Linked DNA regions of Zea mays: region 2 is linked to region 1. Evidence: chromatin contacts called from public Hi-C data. All regions are on one chromosome and are shown on one strand. Each heading gives the region's core, a stretch centred on a gene start, on an enhancer-like site or on the middle of the called end of the contact. The rest is flanking DNA. Distances are from core to core; before and after follow the strand shown. Region 1 holds the start of LOC100274911. Region 2 holds the start of LOC100279598 (putative cytochrome P450 superfamily protein).

Region 1 (6,219 bases), core at 3,363-5,862:
AAAATATATATATCCGTATCCTAATTGTATCCAGATTTTATATCTATCATTTGAGAAGATATATGATAAATTTAAGGTTTACCTTTTATGAATCTTTACAAGCTCAATGCTAAAAACAAGAACATAAATTTGAATAGCAGATTCTATATTCTATTTATTCACAATCAAAGAAAAAGAACAAAAAACCGATATCCGAATAAATATCTGTTTTCATCCCTAATTTCTAATTTTGTGGTCAGCTCCACCCATGTTTCTCCATACTAGGTGCTCACTAAGGTCTTGTTCGGTTATCTTATCCCATGTGGATCGGATGAGATTGAAAAAAATATGAAAGATTTTGACTTGTTTGGTATTTAAACCCATCCAATCCCATCCAATCCACATGGATTGAGAGCAAAACGAACAAGCCCTAATTGGGGTTGCCTGTGATCTTCGTATAGGATAAGTAGCTCAAGTTTTCTTCTTTTTCCCTATCCTTGCTATGTTGTTTCTCCATTGCTATGATGCATCCTAGAGAGTAGAGTGGTTAAAACATTGTCGTCTCATGTAGGGTTTCAGTCACTCAGTGTCAGAAGGTCCTTCTATCCTTTCTAGTATTGAAACTGCAAGTCTGATGTATTCTGAATTGTCTAAAGCCACCATAACTCATGTCATAATGTCCACTTGGAGCAACTGTGCTTTTGAAATCATATATTAGGAAACGGAAAAGAGAGAGAAACATGCCTACATGAAATTTATAGGCTTATTGTAATGCTGCCTGATTTATCCAGTCCAACTTCTCAAGCATGCTTTTTCTTTGTTAATAAGTACCTTAGAAGATTGAAAAATAGTTGATGAAGCAAGTTTTAACTGTTGCAAGTTAAAGCTTTTCGATAGGTGAAAGTATGGTACGTCTATCTGTGTACTGTTTGTACATTTGATCGCATAATTTAATCAATAGATGTTCCCCCAGTACCTTTTTAAGTTTTAGCTTGAACATTTTGATGTGGATATGTATGGTTCTATGTAAATATTTATTGAGCCACCTGTTGGTTGCAGGGAGGTCTTACACCTATTGATGTTTTTTCTGTTGAATGGATTCAAAGTGGGACTATGCATTATGGTACAACCGTATCATATTTTGGTTTTGTTAGCGATGGTAAAAATTCAACATGTCAGACTTTTTACCTGTCTTGGTTCTTTAAATTAGCCTTTGAGCTAGCCTTAGGTAACTTTTTAGTTTTTCTGCAATTTAAAAAGTGACGGCCCATCATCTCTTGCAGTTCTTGAGCTCTCAGAGAAGTATCAGAAGCATTTTGGTCCTTTACGATACTTTGTAGCTGGTTTTCTCAAATTCCTGTGTTTGCCAAAGTACAGTTTTGAATTGGAATATCTTCCAGTATCAGATGTTAATGGCGCCGAGCATAAAATTTTGGTAGGACAAGAAAAGGTTGACGCGTCTGATCTATATGATGATGTAATTCGGAGATCAAGAGCAGAATGTTTACCACGCGCCTCAAGTTTATCTAGCATTGATTCAATAATGTCTACAGGCATCATGTCTGGGGCAGAGCTGGAGGTTTGTAGTCCTCGTGCAAATAATGAACCTTCTGAGGTTGTTCGTGGACTTGATCCGAAATCAAAGCGCTTATCGTTAGGAAGAGCTAGTACATTTAAAGAACCAGAAGAAGTGCTCCATCCCCACTCCCATGGTACATCTACTCCCAGCTGGCGTAGATCTAAGTCAAAATCAAGGACTGAAAAGGCAAAGCCAGGCTTGTCTGCTACACACGATGCAAAATCTTCTAAGGTTAATGCAGACAAAGAGGACACATCATCCACAATTTCTGATCCTGGACCTGTGGCTGTATGGGATTCAGGACCAAAGTGGGACGATGAACCTAAATGGGATAATCAACCTAACTGGGAACCCGAGACTTCAATTGAGCTCCATAGCCCTCGCGAGGATATTGAGCTTGGTCTGACTAAGGAGCTGGTACCTAGTTTAGATGAAAGGTGGACAGTTAGGAAAGGACGCTATCTTGGTGTACTGGTGTGCAACCATTCATGCAAGACTGTGCAGAGTCTGAGCTCTCAGGTTGTTGCTCCCAAGGCTGAATATGATGACAATTGTTTGGACCTGCTGTTAGTTGGTGGAAGTGGAAGACTGAGATTACTGAGGTTTTTGGTGCTTTTGCAGTTTGGAAAGCACATATCTCTTCCAAATGTAGAATATGTAAAGGTATGCTATGGCCGCTTCTCTTCGCCAAGTGTCGAATTTTGCTTCCATTACTCTATACATGATACTGTTGCTTTGATTCTGACTTGATGAATGTCATGCCTTCTGTCATGCATGTTCTTGTATGATTTACTGCCATGGAATTTATTTTCATGGCATTTCCTGCAAATGTCACAGCCATTGGACATCTGCCATGGTTGATGATCTGTGTGTTTATTACCATTATTTGGGCATTTGTCATGGGAAAGTTTTTTTTAACTAGTCATTTTATTGCCGTGCCAAAATCAGGTGAAATCTGTGAGGCTCAAAGCAGGCCCAAATACACACGACGGATGTGGTATCGATGGCGAACTACTCCATGTCAAGGGGCAAGTTCGCTGTAGTTTGTTGCCTCAACAATGTCAATTGATGGGCAGGCCAGTGAAAAACCCTGTACAGTAGCTGTAAATACACTATGCGGACTGTCTGCAGCTCTGAGGTCAGCCCAGAATCTTGCACCTGTGGTGTGTACAAGCGGCGAACCATGGATTTTCGTCTGCATCCACATGTCAGTAATTATATTCAGAAGTGAGAACATGAACATCCTAGCTGGCACTCAGCTCCAGAGATGTACATTTGTGGTTGACGAGCAGAAGGTGCTGAGTGGGTGCTGTTTCATCCATATGTAAAGCCAAAGCCTATCTCGGACAGCAGCTTGTTGCGCACCTCTTGCTTTTGCCTTTTTCTCGTCCGATAGAATGCATCTACTATACAGCCATCCTGATGAGTGTACTTGGTTGCTCCAGAACATAGTGTCCACCTCCACCAGCCGGGTGTCTTTGGAGGTTCCCTGATGCCGGCCACTTGATACTCATTGTAGGGACAACACCCCAGTGCCCGTGTCCTTGATCAGTCTGTTGTGTTTGCGAAGTGTGAATAAGATATAGGACTGTTTGATTCCCGGTACAGCGCAGGGTTTCAGCAGAAAGGGCTGGATGGATGATGTTTTGTGGCGATGCTGCCTCGTTGAGTCTTTAAAACGGGTGTAACTCTTCTTCTTTTGTGAGTCGTGATGATGTATGAACCGTGTACTGATTTGTAAACCTTGCCTGGCAGGCATACAACTGTTTCTGAGGTGTGGTATTCTCTGCCGGGGAATAAGCAGCGTAGCTTCTCCTTTCGTACGCTGCCAGCAAAGCAGCGCTCGTGCTAGTATGAACAACTTACACCAGGCAAATTTTGTGATGGGTTTTGTGAGAAAGATTGCTGGCGCGAGTAACGTGCGCCGATTTGGCTCTCTCAAGCAGGGAAGGAAACACACGGCTGTTCAAGGCCCAAGGTACCCAGGCAAGTCACACAAACTTGCTCCATATCCTCGCTTGGTAAGGCTATACAGTGATGATTAGAGAACACGTACTGCGATAATCAGAGAACAGGCTTATACAGTAAGCACTCTCCAGACAGATACTACGGACCTCTGGAAGGTTAGTCGCATTCCAACGAAGGCCGGTAGGTTGCCTCTGTTTGTCTCGACTCGTTGGTGAACTGTGTGAAAATGTGTTCATTCGCCTTTGATCTATTACGCAGTCGCCGCACTAGCAAATAACCAGTGCATGTCGATACTGCTCGCCCACTGGCAGCAGCCGGAACATGCAATTTGCTAAAGAGAAAATAGCGAAGAATTGGAAACAGAACGTGCAGGACAAAACACATTGCGTGCTGTAGCATTGTACCAAGTCAACAGATCACAGCATCAACAAACAGAGCTAGATACGATTAGGTCACACTGCTATCCGCACGCCGTCATGCAGGCCTGTTATTTCCCACGGGGAAGGCACTGCGTCCCCCCTGCCCCGGCCCGGCCGCCGCCCGTCACGTCACGCGCGTTGGCGGCCGCCCGGGCCGGCGAGCTAGCACCTGCAATGGCATCCCTGCACCAGCGCGAGCCGGCCCGGGGACACGCACCGCCCGCCTCGCCGGCCCCCGTAGTGGCACATGTCCCGGCACGCGGCGTTCGCCGCCGTGACCGCCGGGTCGCACTGCTCCACGGGGATGGTCACCCCGCACGGCACGCTCGACGGGTAGTCCGACTCCACCCACGCCGCCCGCGTCGGAGGAGGCGCCGCCGCCAGTAGGACCGCTGCATGCAAAGCCAGCGCGCGGAGATCAGATACCCGGATCGGATGATGAGTGAACGAATGCGTGCATGCATGTATGAATGCCGTGGCGGCCGCGCGACGGGCAGGCTTACCGGTGAGCGTGGCCACGAGGACGAGGGAGCGCGCCATGCGATCTCTGTTTCTCAGTCTCTGCTCTCCGGGCGGCGGCTCGCTGGGACTGGGATGCGAGGCGACGGCAACAACGTCGTCTGGCTGGCGGCCGTGTGGCGCTCGGTGGGATGGGCGCTACGAATATAGGGGTGGTGGTACTGGAAAGCGGCGCGGCGAAGGCATGGTGAGGACTGGGGACTGGGGGTGGGGCAAGTACACGTGACACGACGCGGCCACTGTTCACTCGGAACATATACTGGCACACATAAATATAGATGATCCGACTGATCAACGAATATTTATTTGTATGAAGTATCAATTAATTGGCTGGCTAATTAGGACGCGCGTATCCCCGCAGACCCGTTTTCCCCCAAGGTATATATATCTATATCTATAATCTATCTATCTATATATATCACCGAGTACTGACTGCTACAAAGGGCCGAAGCGACGTTAGTTTTCTCTGATGCACGGGCACATGGATAATATAAAATATTGTTAATAACTATCTTAAATCTATCGTGTGTTTATTTTCAAACTGTATATTTTTTACGTTTGATATATAGTCACACTCAGGGTTATTTTTGAGCCGGCTTCGTCCTGGCTACGGTATAAAAGAATACATGGAGCTGATCATTTTTTTCCTTTTACCATGCAGATATGCTGCCACCCGAGCTTTTAAAATCCAGAACAGCTGATAAATGGCTGAATTTGTTGTATTTATTAAATGCAGATGTGAGCTACCGCGTCACGTTAATTACGTTCCATTTCCATATTCCACGGTGTAAGCCACCAAATGTTTGGAACTAGCCTAGACTTAGTGCTTCCCGGACAGCTCTGACTCCTTGCCGGAGCTAATTTAGGTGCCCGAGCGAGAGCCGTAAAAAGTGGCTCCGAGCAGCTCCATATGTGCCCGTGCAACCATTCTTCTTGTCTCCAGAACCTTTCTGCTTGTCTCCAGAGGCGAGTGGACGAGTGGTCATCTTCCTTCAAAGATGACAATACGCGGAAACAAGCAAGCAGCAGTCAGCGGCTGTGGGCTTGCGGTCTGGCCATCTGCGTGACTGTGGAGAGCTGTTCCAAATAATTTGCAAAAAAAACGGCGGCTCTAATGGAGGAACAGCTCCTATAAAAAAAGTTAGAGCCAGAGCCATTTTCAATTTTCAGAGGAGGCGGAGTCCTGTCAAACAAGCCCAATGTAAATGCCCTTTAAACACGATCTTGTCCAGAATCACCCAATGTAAATGTCCTTTAAACACGATCTTGTCCAGAATGGCCCAATGTAAATTGGTAACTGGAATCAATGAAATACGTAGTCTTTTTTAAATTACGCACACTAGATAATTAATAAAGTCAATAACAGGACTAAATAATTAATGAGTACTATAGTATGTTAACCTTTCACCACGCTCGTTATTTGGTTCTAAAATCGCTGGGATACCTTCTATTTCTGGTCATAGAAGAAGGGTGTTAAATCCGTGATAATTTTTTTCCTTGTGTAAGATGTTGCCATATATGTTACCTCTGTATATATATAGAAGTATCGGTATGTTTGCATGTTGCCATATATATATGTCGAGCTGGGTAAATTCGGGGCGGCGTTCAGAACCTGAGACTGAGAGCTGCTGTTTGGGAGGAAAAACAAAAAAAAAAACTACGTATCTGTCGCAAGATTTTGACGTGCCAAGAACATCGTACTGGTGGAAAGTGTTGCTTAGAAACATCACCTCGCTTGATATCTGCAATAAACTT
Region 2 (7,075 bases), core at 2,893-5,392, 520 kb before region 1:
ACCAAGCAGCTGCAACACCTTAGGTTCTTTCGACTTCTTCGCCACCGCTAACAGTGAGCTTTGCCTCTCCAGTTCCACCTCGCCTAGGGCATGTGTTAGCTTCGACTTGCATGAATCACCCGCATCATCATGACAGAGGGAGAGGGGCACACAGCCTCACCCGACGTCAAGGCGCTTGCTGATTGCGCAAATGCGCTCCTCGGTCCATCCTCCACAAAGTTGCGTAGATACAGATGCGCTCACTGAGGTAGCCTTCTGAAGCGAGGCTATCATAGCGTTTTTCTTTGCTTGCTCAATCTACAAGCCAGGACATGTTTGAAACACACACCCCACAAGCTAGACCTAGATATCAACTAGTCACACTCTTCTAGCGGGGGTGGCGTACTTGATCTGTAATGTGGTGATGTTCGACATATGTAGAGCACATTCATCACATTCAGTCTTGTTGGACACCACGATAGAAGCTCTAGCATACTCAAGCTCCCTAAGTGTGATCGCATACTTGCTCTTGAAATCTTTCCTCTCACGATCAGCAAGCCTAAGTAACTTATCCTGACTAGCTAAAGCAGTTGTCAGCTCCTCTACCTCAGCGGCGAGATCATCGGCAAAATGAGATACCTCAAAACAGAGTCGTCACTGATGTCCTTGCCGTTGCTGCCCACCACATCCTCACCAATGGCCATGGTGCAAAGGCCTCCTGCGGTGTTAGCGGTGAAGCATGACCCATTGAGCCTGTGCTCAACACGCCTCTCAAGCTCCTCGTCGCTCGAAGAAGAGGTCGACTCGTTGGAGCCATGGTCGCGGTCGCTCAGGGAGGCGAGGAGGGTGCACTCCTTGATCTTTGCCTTTTGGAGGTACTTCTTCTTAAGCGCCTCCTTGTCAAACCTCCACTAGACTTGTGCTTGCTAGAGGTGTGCTCCCGCTTGCCCTTGCACCGACCAGAGTGGTGGTCGCGCGGGCCAGCCTCCTGCTTACCATTTTGGGGCAACTGGCGATGAATTGGTCAGGGTTGTCGCAGTTATAGCATCCGTCCTTGGACCCTCCATACCGCCAGTTCTAGCAATTGTTGTGGAACCACGTGAACCGGCAGGCCAGAAGCGCCAACACCTCATCCCCGAGGCTCTCCACCTGCTCCTCTGTGCTCCTCTATGATGGTCAACAAAGAAGACATATCAAACATAATAGGTGAGATGTTAGAGGAAGAACCTCCACTAGAGACCAGGGCCATGATGGGTGCACCAGGGTTTTGAATCTTGGCCCAGGTCTAGTGATCAATCTAAATGGACTTGAGCTTGCTGAAAAGCTCGTCCATGGTGAGAGTCTAATAGTTGGGCGACTCGATGTTCGCTGAGACTTTCACCTCCCAAACCCTCTGGTCTAGAGCATGTAAAAGATTAAGTGCTCTCGCATGATCATCATAGGGAAGTTATGCCTTATTGGCACGTATCTTGTTCACAACTGACTAGAATCGAGAAAACATCATGTCGATCATCTCTCCAGCCAACTAGACAAAGTTCTCGCACTCTCACTTGTACATCTCAAAGAGTATGGTCTTCACATGGTCAATGCCATCGTGGAATCTCTCGAGGGTGGACTAGGTCTCATGAGATGTACCCAAATGTCCAACTCGCTCAAACTCAGCAAGCGAGAGACACGAGAATAAAGCATTTCAGGCCTTGTTGTTTGAATCATGTGACTCTATCTAAAGAGTCATGATCCCAGTACCTTAGACATCAAAAGCAACGTCAAGGCAATCTCCCAGTCATGGTACCTAATACTCTGAAGATACACTAACATGTAAATCTTCCAGTATGGTAGTTCGTCCCATTGAAGAATGGATTTTTGCCAACACCTCATTCCATGTCGTCTTCATGGATCTAAAACCGATTAAGGTGGAAAGATCCTTAATCGACTCTGATACCAATTGAAGGATCAAAAAGACGACCAGAGGGGGATGAATTGGAGCAAATCATATTCTATTGCTAAAACTAGAACTTGAGCACTTAACTTCAATGGAGATGAAGAAGTCACTCAAACCAAAAGCACATCAACCAACCAGTGATATCATATTTTGAAAATGTTACTAGGATTCACACAAGACCTACAAAATGAACGGGTTGCAAATCGAACACTGAAAAGTTAGAATTGGTCCAAAACTGTGTCACTATCTACTATTATTTTCAGTAGCTCGAAATTCAGTTTTCAAATGCGAAACTAATTCAAACGGACCCTGATTGAACTGACATTTTACACACACCTTGACAAATGTGTTTCCAAGGTCTCCACAAATTTTGAACTCAAACGGATTTGTAAATTATCACAGATAAAAACACATATTAGACCAAGGTTTAGTTGGGGTTTTGAAAACGAGTTCAGATCGGATCACAACCACAAACTATTCAAACCTGATGGTTGTAGTGGTTTAGAGAGTTATTTTTACCCCAATACAATCCCTAAAACAATTCCCAACTCAAGAAATCAAGGATTCTTCCAAAATTCAAAGGAGAAGAGAGGAAACAAGTGAAGAGACAAAATCAAATAAAAAAACTTCAGCACATACAAAACTGAGCACGCGATTCGATAAACCCTATGGATAGATCTGGGCACCCTTCCTTTGAATGATGCGATGAAGAATACAAAAGCACATACATCGAATTCAAAGCTTATGTGGAAATCAGGCTAAACTAGGGAAATAGAAACTAGTTTTTTCTAAATAAAATACAAATGATCAAGCCAAAGAGAAGGTTGTCCACAATACCCCATCCATCTATTTATAGAGGGTTATTTCACTAGTCTAAAGTACCCATAGATACATATAGCCTATCCACTTAGTCGGGGACGAAATGGACCAACTTCTGGGATTTTGATATGACAGTTATGCACTCCACACGAAGTTGCTTCGCCTCAACACACCCTTCATGATGACGCCACGTGTCGCCTTCGATTCCCACTGGAACCGCATTGTCGAGTTTTGAGGCCCAAACTCAGCAAAACCTGCACCTGAGGCTCAACCACTGAAACCGCCGTGAGTAGCGCACCGCATGCTCATCCCCCACGTTCCGAACACATATCCCGCTAGTCCTTGAACGCGTTGGTGACACGATCGCTCTACCACATCCTCGTGCCCGTACGTGTCCCAGGTGTCAGCCACACGGCTAGTCGGTGGCTTCTTTGTTCCCTCAATCATGTCCCAGCGCTCGTCTTTCGCCGCTCTCGGTCCATCGACACGAACCCGCATGACCTTCACCTTCGTCGTCGACCACCGTCCCCGTGCTACAGACCTGCAAATCATAAACCGACAGACATGATTGCACAACACAAACTCTCGTACTCTAGTTAGTCCAAGACTCACATCCAAGCACTATCCGTTGACAATCACCCATCATCAACCCGAAGCACATAGGACAAGTCAACCTTGTTTTCGCATTAAGACTTATATATTGTGTGGTTAAAACTTATGAGTGAACATGTATGCTCAATTGTGTGTGTGGATAAGATTATGTATTATGCATTTATGTGATTGATACTTGTTTTGGGACGCAAATGAACAATTGTGTGTGGTTAGGACTCATTCCAATTTAAGTTACAATTTTCCGATCGTTTTCGAGATATTTTGTCCTAATGTATCCATTTTTAATATACCGAAATTTACTGGTCGTAATTCGTTTCCAATTTTCCAGTTTTTTCGATTCCGAACTAAGACCATTTTCACCCCTTTCCACGAAACTCCACACGCACACGGCGTGGACACGATGCTTGAATTTTATTAAACGTATTGCCATTTCACATGTTCAAATGGACCGACGACCAATCGAACATCTGTACAGCTAATCAGCTATGGAACCTTCTACCAGTCCATGCTACGGTTACGGATTGCTATGAAAAGTATTATCAACCCATCATTCCTGACGTCAGCGATGTGTGCTGGATCCCATCCTCCCCTCTCCTGCTCTCCACAACTTGCTGGTGAAGAAATGAGAACTCCCGCGGTGCCCCCACGTGCAATTTGCTGGTAAAGAAATGAGAATCCGGTCCATCCCAAACCCCAAACACCGCGTCTCTCGCAGATCACCCCCACGTGTAACACTTCCCATATAAATTGATGTCCCCAGGCCGCCTCCATCCAACACCAAGCCACAGCCACTGGTCACCGGTACACTCTGATCCGAACAATGGACGCGACGCAACTGAACCGATCGATGGACGCCACGCCGACGCGGCTCTTCCTTGGCGCGCTCCTCTTCCTCGTCCCCGCCGCGCTCCTCCTCCTGCTCCGCGCGCGGGGCAGGCGCCGCCTCCCCCCGGGCCCGCCGTCCCTGCCGCTGCTCGGCAGCGTGGTGTGGCTCACCAACTCGCCCGCCGAGATCGAGCCCCTGCTGCGGCGCCTCTTCGAGCGTTACGGCCCCGTCGTGGCGCTCCGCGTCGGGGCGCGCTTGTCCGTCTTCGTCGCGGACCGCCGCATCGCGCACGAGGCGCTCGTTGACCGCGGCGCGACGCTGGCGGACCGCCCGGCGCTCGCGTCGGTCAAGTTCCTCGACGAGAGCGACAACACCATCACCCGCGCCAGCTACGGGCCCGTGTGGCGCCTGCTGCGCCGCAATCTCGTCGCCGAGACGCTGCACCCGTCGCGGGTGAAGCTCTTCGCGCCGGCCCGTGCATGGGTGCGCCGCGTGCTCGTCGAGAAGCTCGGGGAGGCCGGGCCCGACGCCGCGCCGCCCCGCGTAGTGGAGACGTTCCAGTACGCGATAAACTGCCTCCTCGTGCTCATGTGCTTCGGCGAGCGCCTTGACGAGCCCGCCGTGCGCGCGATCGCTTCTGCGCAGCGGGAGGCACTCATCTACCGCTCCAAGAACATGCAGGTCTTCGCCTTCCTCCCTGCCGTCACCAAGCACCTCTTCCGCGCTCGGCTAGATAAAGCGCGGGCGCTGCGGCGGCGCGTCAAGGAGCTCTTCGTTCCGCTTATCAACGCGCGCCGGGAGTACAAGAAGCGGGGAGAGGAACCGAGAAGGGAAACCACGTTCGAGCACTCGTACGTGGACACGCTGCTCGACATCAAGCTTCACGAGGACGGCGATCGCCCGCTCACCGACGATGAGATTATCCTCCTATGCTCCGAGTTCCTCGACGCCGGTACGGACACCACGTCCACAGGGCTGCAGTGGATCATGGCCGAGCTTGTGAAAAACCCAGCCATCCAGGAGAAGCTCTACAGCGAGATCAAGGCCGCCACAGACGACAACAAGGAAGGGGTGTCAGAGGAGGACGTCCACAGTATGCCATACCTCAAGGCGGTGATCCTCGAGGGTCTCCGGAAGCACCCGCCGGCCCACTTCGTGCTGCCGCACAAGGCGGCGGAGGAAATGGAGATCGGCGGGTACCTGATCCCCAAGGGCACAGTTGTGAACTTCATGGTGGCCGAGATGGGCCGGGACGAGCAGGAGTGGAAGAACCCGATGCAGTTCTCGCCAGAGCGGTTCCTCCCCGGCGGCGATGGCGAGGGCGTGGACGTGACGGGCACCAAGGCGATCAGGATGATGCCATTCGGCGTGGGCCGGAGGATCTGCGCGGGGCTTGGTATCGCCATGCTGCACCTGGAGTACTTCGTTGCCAACATGGTGCGGGAGTACGAGTGGAAGGAGGTGCCCGGCGACGAGGTAGACTTCGCTGAGAAGAACGAGTTCACTGTCGTCATGAAGAAGCCGCTGCGCCCGCGCCTTGTGCCTAGGAGGTCTCACTTGAACTAGAAATACTTTACCATTTTCTATTCTACATTTTCCTCGTTTTGTGATGTATGTAAACATCTCATAGCTATAAAAAAATACGGTTCTACAATAATTAATCGGCAGAAACTGTAATGTTCATTCGCTAGTTTCATCTTCGTGTCGATCGTGGATGGCTTGTGAATATGGAAACATGATTAGGCCTTTTTCGTTTGTGTTGGATTGGTGGGTCGGAACGATTTCTGACCGGATTGCTTCTCTAATTTATATAAACTTTGATTAGGCTCTGTTCGTTTCTCCCGGAATGACCCTGGAATTTTTCAGGTTGATCAAAACTTACATAAATTAGAAAAGCAATAAGGCACGGAATTGTTCCGGGTAACTGTTCCCAGACAACCGAACGCTCCCTTAGGGCATGTTCGGTTACACCAATCCAGAAGAGGATTGGAGGGGTTTAAATCCCCTCCTAGTCATTTTTGACTTGGAGGGCCTAGTCATTTTTGACTTGGAGGGGATTTAATCTCCTCCAAATTCCCTTCTAGGTTAGTGTAACCGAACAAGCCCTTAGGGTCCGTTCGTTTGTCTAGGATTAGACCAGAATTCATTCCAACTTATCAAAACTTACATGAATTAGAGAAACAATCCGGCCAGGAACCGTTCAGTCCTTTAATCCATGAAAAACGAACAAGCCCTTAGCTGGAACGATTCCAAATGTAATCCGACACAAACGAAAAAGGCCTTAGCAAAACTATGCTAATTATAAATAACAGTGCTGCTCTTCTGAAAACTTAAACTGTTGATGCATCTGTCTTCAGATGCTCTTGGTTCATTGTTGATGTTGAGCACTTCATTCAAAATTCTCGAGAAATAAGAAGTCTGTGACGGCTTTGAAAGGATTTGTTAAACTTTGAGGTTATTGCTTAGTTCCACTAGCAAAGTGAGTCTATATATTTACAATATTTCCTGCTTTGTTTCATCTTGATGGAGACTATATATATATAGACGAATTCTTACTCGAGACAATATTGCAAAACGCAGGGCGCTAGATGATCTCTCTTGTCTGTTTTTGTACAGAAGATGAATCGATTCACCAACTATTATTTGACCGCGTAGTTGGAATTGTGGAAACTGAGAAATGCTATCTGTTTTCAGCATGTAGGGTGGCGTACCTATAACCGTGGAGAACTGGAAAATTGTATGTCCAGCTGGAGAGCGATTGAAACTGGAGAATGTCGTGCAGCGGTTGAAGACTACTACTGCAAGAGCTCCAAGCAGCAGACTGCTGCTGAGCTGATCTTGTGTGTGTTTGGTTGTGGGACAACTAGGACGGGATCGTCCCCTGATGTCCTCTCTCG

Evidence for each region. Hi-C and Micro-C count contacts between places; a contact is called where the count stands out from the background.
Region 2: a contact with region 1 is called in a Hi-C map of leaf, with 2.9 times the contacts expected there. The contact joins the promoter of LOC100279598 here to the promoter of LOC100274911 in region 1. A contact is called at or near these places in 4 of 25 Hi-C or Micro-C datasets (ear, leaf and tassel).

What each region holds. Positions count from the first base shown.
Region 1 is chr1:228,773,712-228,779,930 of Zm-B73-REFERENCE-NAM-5.0, reverse strand. It overlaps LOC100274911, which reads right to left and starts at 4,612. Exons shown (of 2, transcript NM_001331225.1): 1 at 4,449-4,612; 2 at 3,894-4,337. The coding sequence starts at 4,485. The coding sequence ends at 4,108. It overlaps LOC103643367 (sphingoid long-chain bases kinase 1), which reads left to right. Exons shown (of 9, transcript XM_008666530.3): 7 at 1,039-1,138; 8 at 1,263-2,221; 9 at 2,507-3,381. The coding sequence ends at 2,659. LOC103643366 reads right to left here. Exons shown (of 2, transcript XM_023301333.1): 2 at 6,182-6,219.
Region 2 is chr1:229,295,638-229,302,712 of Zm-B73-REFERENCE-NAM-5.0, reverse strand. It overlaps LOC100279598 (putative cytochrome P450 superfamily protein), which reads left to right and starts at 4,142. Exons shown (of 1, transcript NM_001152595.1): 1 at 4,142-5,795. The coding sequence starts at 4,173. The coding sequence ends at 5,744.